Regions from separate parts of the Mus musculus genome. Here region 2 is linked to region 1. A link is a contact called in public promoter capture Hi-C data. All regions are on one chromosome and are shown on one strand. Each heading gives the region's core, a stretch centred on a gene start, on an enhancer-like site or on the middle of the called end of the contact. The rest is flanking DNA. Distances are from core to core; before and after follow the strand shown. Region 1 holds the start of Fam83b (family with sequence similarity 83, member B). Region 2 holds the start of Gclc (glutamate-cysteine ligase, catalytic subunit).

Region 1 (3,117 bases), core at 492-2,991:
ATGGGATGGGTCTGAGCTTGGGGCAGTCATTGGTTAGACATTCTAGACTCTGCTCTGTCTTTGTGCCTGTACATTTTGCAGGCAGGACACATTTTGGGTCCAAGGCTTTGTGGGTGGGTTACTGTCCGTATCCTTCCACTGGGAGTCCTGCCTGGCTACAGGAGGTGGCCCCTTCAGGATCCATATCCTGCTAGGAATCGCAACTAGAGTTGCCCCCTTAGACCTTCTGGAGCCTCTCCCCATCCCAGGTCACTGGCACATCCTAGAGATTGTCTCCGCCCCTTGTCCCTCAGCTGATTTCCTTTCTCCTCTGCTCTTCCTACATAATCCTCCTCCTGCCCCACTCCCCTCTTCCACGCAGTTCCCTCCTTCCATAGACTTCCAATATCTATTTGTTCTATTTGGTTTCTCCTTCTGAGACTGACTCCCTGAACTCTCCTGTTCTTTGGCTTCTTTGGGTCTGTGGATTGTAGCATGGTTATCTGTACTTTATGGCTAATATCCACTTATAAGTGACTACATACTATGCATGTCCTTTTCGGTCTGGGTTACTTCACTCAGGGAGATATTTTCTAGTTCCATCCATTTGCCTGCGAAATTCAGGATGTTTTTAATGGCTGAGCAGTATTCCATCGTGTAGACAGACCACATTTGAGATTGAGGGACCCGAAGAGGACAGGGACCCCACAGGAAGACCAACAGAGTGTCATCTAACCTGGACTCTTGGAATCTCCCAGAGAATGAATCACTAACCTGGGTGAGCACGGCTTGACCTAGGCTCTCTGCACATGTGTAGCAGATGAGCAGTTTGTTCTTCCTGCAGGTCCCTCAGACAAGGAGAACAGGGGCTATCCTAGTCTGTTTGTTGCCTACCAGCCTGCCTGTGGATCCCACACCCTTAAATGGACAGCCTTGTCTGGCCTCCATAGGAGAGGATATGCCTAGTCCTGCAGCAACTTAATGTTCAGCGTGGGTAGGGTAGTGGTGGGATGACAGCAGTGTGGCCTGACACCCAGAAGGGGGCTTCCCCTCTCAGGGGAATGGGGAGAGGACTTACTTGAGGGGAGGGGGGCACTGGGAGGAGAGGAAGAGCTGATATTTGGGTTGTAAAGTGAATAAATACATTTAATTAAACAAATCAAATTTCAGTCTCTGCTTCTTCCATTGTTCCCAGGAGAGAGCTGCTTGTATTGCTGACATCCCTGTTTTCAACTCTGTCCTTTCCTTCCAAGTAAATCAAGACAGTCGAAAATCCATACCCAAGCTGCTGGTTTTTGAAATTCTTTCTTTCAACTACCTTTCAATCTCTGTCTTTTCCAAACCAGCCAGGGGGCCTGCCCTGCGGGCTGTGGGCTACGGGCTGCGGGTCAGCCCTGCTCCAAAGCTTGGGGCTCCAGAGTGCATCCTGGAGCCCAAGAGCCAGGCGGAAAGCACCCCTGTCCAGCTCAAAGGTCCACCTTCTTCCCAGGTGTGCTTGGCTTTTCCGGGTCCCTGCTCGCAGCGCGCAGGTGTCCAGACTTGCTCCAGCGTCCCAGCCCGGCGGGCGAGGAGGAAAAGAAAGAGTGCTGTGTGCAGGGCTGGGATTTTGAGTTCAGACAGGGCGCTGGGCCGTGTGTGCTACTCTGTGTAGAGAATCGGGACCTGTTGCAACTCGCCGCCCCCTGGTGACACGCTCGGCACCGCCCGGGAGGTGCGGCCAGCTCCCGCCCGCCGCCCGCGCAGGTGCGCCTCCCTCCTCCCAGCTTCCTGGGCGCCACCTTCGCAGCGGCGGCGGCGGCAGCAGTGGCGGCGGGTGAGTGGAGCACGGGGACCGGACGGGGCCTGCAGAGTGCGGGGCTGCGCTCCAGGACTCTTCCTTGGACTTGGGGAGAGGGAGTTACAAAGTTTTGAAAGTGATGTCTCTGACTTTGGAGGTGCGGTCTAGAGAACAGGCGCCGCCCCCCCCAGGATCGCTTGATGAATTTCCTGCTGGCGAGAAGGACCCTCAGAGAAGATTAGGTGGAAGAGGGTCTGGGGAGAGCGAGGGAAGAGGGTGGAAATGGACGGGTCTGGGTTACCAGGAAGCCCAGAGCTCGGCTGCAGAGAGAGCTCAAAGACCAAGCAGAAGTTGAAGAGGAAGAGTTTTTCTATGATCCACTTTCTCTCTGCTGGATGATTAATTACAGTTGGGGTGCCTTGGGTCTGTGACCTCACTGAGCTCTCCAGATGGTTCTGATCCCTTGGGAATCCGCCCCTGTAGGTTGTGACCTTAAGCACAGAGGTGGCTTCTGGAAGGGTCTTGGAGACTTCAAGCCTGTTCTGTCTGATGGGTTTCCTGTGAGCGAGGGAGCGGAGAGCTTGTGTTTACTGCTGGGATCATGAGTGTGTAAAAAGACAATAGTGCTTTTTAGGACAGATGGGAGGTTATGGGAATGCCGGCGGCCCTTTGGCTATGGTTAGTGTGATAAGGCTACAGATTACAAGGTCTCTCTGATCTAGAGGTGGAGACTAAATAAATACATATCAAGAGACAAGAAGACATGCTGGTTGCAAGCAGTTGAAGCGAGATTATAATTTCCCACAGTCCATTTTCAGACTCAACCTCCTAAATCCAGGTTACTGGCAGGCACCTCCCTTCTTTCCCTTTCTCATCCCAACAAGCCCAAGGGCCCAAGGACATCTGACTGATGCTGAATCAGAGCTGACAAGCCACAGGGAAAGGAGGAAGATGATGAGAGGAGCTTAGGAGAGAAAACAGCTTGGAGTTTTCCAAAGTAAAGAACCAATGATGATTGCAAAGTGGGGCGGAGATCTGTCAGTCTTCTACTTACTGTCACTCTTAGTTCCAAGCACAGTAGCTAGCTGTCCCTACACCATCAGATTGCTAATTCCACCCCTTTGCTTTTGGGACTGGGACATTAGGGATGTATGCTTCTACCAAGGGTGTTTGGTGCAGCCTGCAGAGCCTGCCTGAGGGGATGGGTGGATCTCCTTTTTAAGCCTGGCAGGTGGAGACTGCAGCTGCTCAGAATTTACTGTGGGAAGTAGCTCAGTTGAAGAGTTGGTGAAAGGGATTGCACAGATGCAGAGACAAACCACACCCCTGGTGCTGACTCAGTGATGTCTCTGCGATTATGC
Region 2 (3,451 bases), core at 482-2,981, 1.2 Mb before region 1:
GATCTGGATCCGGGAGGTTCCTGGTTAGTAGAGAAAAGGCAAGGGGCATGGTGAACCACTGTGCTTCGACTGCACTGAACATCTGCGGATGAAGTTCAACTCCAAATGGTTATAAAGACATTCATTTGTTTTTATTTTTGTCTTTATGGAGTCCTAGCAAGACAGCGAAAAGTAAATTTTTGATTGCTCAACAGTGGCTGGTTCCATGAGAACCTTAAAGGACGCCACAATTTGCTGCTGCCAACTATATATATTTCCTAGTTAGGCCCTAGGAAAAACAAGTGGATAAAACCCATAATATCCCTGCCCTGTATATGATACACGGAACACAAATGAAGAACTGTCAAATGTAAATACACAACAAACTTTGGACTAAAACTGGAGAACTGCCAAACGAGTGTGTCCCTTTCCTGAAAGAAAATGTGGTGATAGACAATTTTTTTTGTAGGAATATATATTAGTCCTAATACTTCCTTAGGCCAAGCATAATTCTTTCAGCTGCAGATGGCAGAATCATCTACCAACATTAGATACAGAAAAACTAACTTTTCGCAAGCTAGTCTATGCCGGTACAGCAACACTTTGAAACTTAGCCCAAGGATAATACTAAACGATAAATACATACAGGAGTGGCACGCTATCTGCCGTAAATGCCAACCCCACACAATAAAGGTCAGACTCAAGAGGTTATTTAACTTTATGTATCTTTTTATCAATGTGCTTATTTAAAAATAGGGGATGCACACACAAAAAAATGTTTTTAGCGTTGCCGCTTTCAGATGGTTCGAACAAATGGGTCCCAGAGATCATGCACAAGTTTTAGCATTGACTGGTAACGCTTAGCTGCTGGCTCTAACCAGTCTTACCTAACCTCTAAGTTGTAAGCATTTACAGTTAAACCGGATAATGAAGTCTCCCGTCTTTTAGGAAGACAACCCCAAGTCCTTAGGTCTAGCAATGTATTTGTTGCAATGTATAACTCTAAAGTTTGCGGACAGATGTGAGATGTGTCAGGCGTTTAAGAAAAAGAGCTAGAGAAAACCGAGGGCCGAAGCAAACACCCTGGAGATTTGAAACGTGATAGCAAGCCAGCCGGGCAAGTCGGTCCTGTACACACTCATCTCCAAGGCGAACAGTGCGACCGGACGCCGGGAGGCAGATATTCACACTCCTCCCGCTCAGGCCCTCCCTGTGTCCGAGCGGCTTGCCTCCCGACAGGAATGAATGAGCCCGAGTGGCCAGCGCCGAGCCCGGGCCGGTGGCGGGGCCGCGGGCGGCCTGGCCGAACAAAGGCGCGCGGGCTCACCTCGTCACCCCACTTGAGCACGTCCTTGTGCCGGTCCTTGACTGCGTGGTAGATGTGCAGGAACTGGAGGATGCCGTGCCTCCGCACGTGGTCGGCGTGGCGCTGGGTCTCTTCCCAGCTCAGTGGCGAGCCTTGGGACAGCAGCCCCATGGCCGCGTCCTCCTCCCGGCCGCAGCTCCGCTCTGGGGGCGCCCTCGGGCCGCGCGGCGGGCGTCCCGTCCGTTCCCGCTCCGGCTCGGACCCCGCCGCGCGGTTGACAGCCCGGGTCGGGGTCTCTCGCCGCCGCCCGGTCTCGCGCTCCCACGCCGGCCCTGCGGCCCTGGCCGCCGCGGCAGCGCTCCACTCGGCGCCGCCGGTGTCGTGCACGGGCTTCCTACTTGCGACCCAAAGCTGCGGCGACACAGAGCATGCCCAGTTCCGCGCCTGCCGCTCCGTGCGCCGCGCTCCAGATTTTATAGGCTGCGGCGGGGGCGGGGAACGAAGCGGCAGGTCGTGGGTGGGGCCTGGGGCGGGGGCGGGGCTGAGGCCGAGGGTGTCCGCGGGGGGGCGGGGCTGTCTGCGAATAAGGACTGAAAAGTCTGGGTCCTAAGAGAAAACTGGGTCAAAAAAAAAAAAAAAAAAAAAAAAAAAAAGGGAGGGGGGGAGAGGGAGAGAGAGAGAGAGAGAGAGCTGAAATATCTGAATATCTGTTCAACTCTGTACTGGTAGAAAGGGTATAAAGTTAAGAGTAATCCTTTTTTTTTTTTTCTTTTTTCTTCTTGGTTTTTCAAGACAGGGTTTCTCTGTGTAGCCCTGGCTGTCCTGGACTGGCTTTGCTGGACTCGAACTCATAGAGATCCTCCTGCCTCCCATGTGCTGGGATCAATTATGTGCACTACCACGCCTGGCTGAGTAATACTGTGTGAGTGTGTGTGCGTGTGTGTGTATGTGTGGTTTTTCGAGACAGGGTTTCTCTGTGTAGCCCTGGCTGTCCTGGAACTCACTCTGTAGTCCAGGCTGGCCTTGAACTCAGAAATCTGCCTGCCTCTGTCTCCCAAGTGTTGGGATTAAAGGCATGTGCCACCACTGCCTGGCTGAGTAATACTTTTTAATAAATGTTGTACGACTCCACATGGCATGGATATGCATAGAGTTGATTGCTGGTTATTTACATGCGTCCATGTATGGGCAGGGATTAGATATATGTATATCATCATTGTAAACCCTGTACGTTAACTATTTGCCAATGGGATCTCTGGTCGGCACAGAGATCACTCACTGTGCAAAAGAGGTCTTGTCTTGTCTTGTCTCCAAGTGTGCAGTGTGAGAAGTTTCTTCAGAAGTTTCCCCACCTTCAGAACCGAAGGTCCATCCAGCGGTGGTCATTCTATTGCTCAGGAGAGCTTTACCCTGAGTGCGGAAGGCTCTGGGAACTGGATTCCGTGGGAACGAAGGGAAGGTACCTTGCCCGAATAGTTATTCGATTAATGTTTTGCAACTGTATAAATATATGCAGTAACTAGATGATCCATTCATGTACAGAGGGCAGAAAACATTTATTACACCCTCCCCCCCCCCACACACACATTGTAACTACATTTTCAACATGTAGTTACTTAGAGACAAGATCTCACTAGATAGCCCAACCTGGCCTTGAACTCCAGGCAGCCATCGTGCCTCAGCCTCCTGAGTGTTGGGATTAGAGGCATGGACTTCCACATTTGCTTTAGATTTAATAGTTAATGAACACTCATCACAACATTCAATGAACACTAATCGATGAATGCATGATAGGAATATTTCCTCATTGAATGAGGCCATCAAAGAGCTTGGGGCCACAGATACTGAAAGTGTGGCTGTGATTTGCACAGTGGAATGCATTTAAGTATGTGCACAGGTTAGATGGCATCTAAAACTGAGGAGACATGATGCTGTCTCTCTCTCGCACATAGCTGGAATAATATTCTTTTAAAAAACCATTCTAACACCACCACCACTCAATCTTCACTACTTACTGCCCACTACCTTATTGTGTCCTCCCCACCATCCTTGCTAGGTTGTTAACTATGTTCTGATCCACCATTCTTTCTTCTTTTCTGGGTGCTGCAGATTCTCCAGCTGATACACTCCTTTGAGTCCTGACTACTCTGTGTTGTGCCTGAATTT

The links. Capture Hi-C pulls out chosen DNA fragments and counts their contacts.
Region 2: a promoter capture Hi-C map of pancreatic islet shows a contact between it and region 1. The contact joins the promoter of Gclc here to the promoter of Fam83b in region 1. A contact is called at or near these places in 1 of 39 promoter capture datasets (embryonic stem cells), 1 of 115 datasets of contacts at active chromatin or transcription factors (extraembryonic endoderm stem cells) and 1 of 9 other capture datasets (pancreatic islet).

Annotation. Positions count from the first base shown.
Region 1 is chr9:76,565,739-76,568,855 of GRCm38.p6, reverse strand. Fam83b (family with sequence similarity 83, member B) reads left to right here and starts at 1,741. Exons shown (of 5, transcript NM_001045518.2): 1 at 1,741-1,792.
Region 2 is chr9:77,752,815-77,756,265 of GRCm38.p6, reverse strand. Gclc (glutamate-cysteine ligase, catalytic subunit) reads right to left here and starts at 1,731. Exons shown (of 16, transcript NM_010295.2): 1 at 1,307-1,731. The coding sequence starts at 1,456.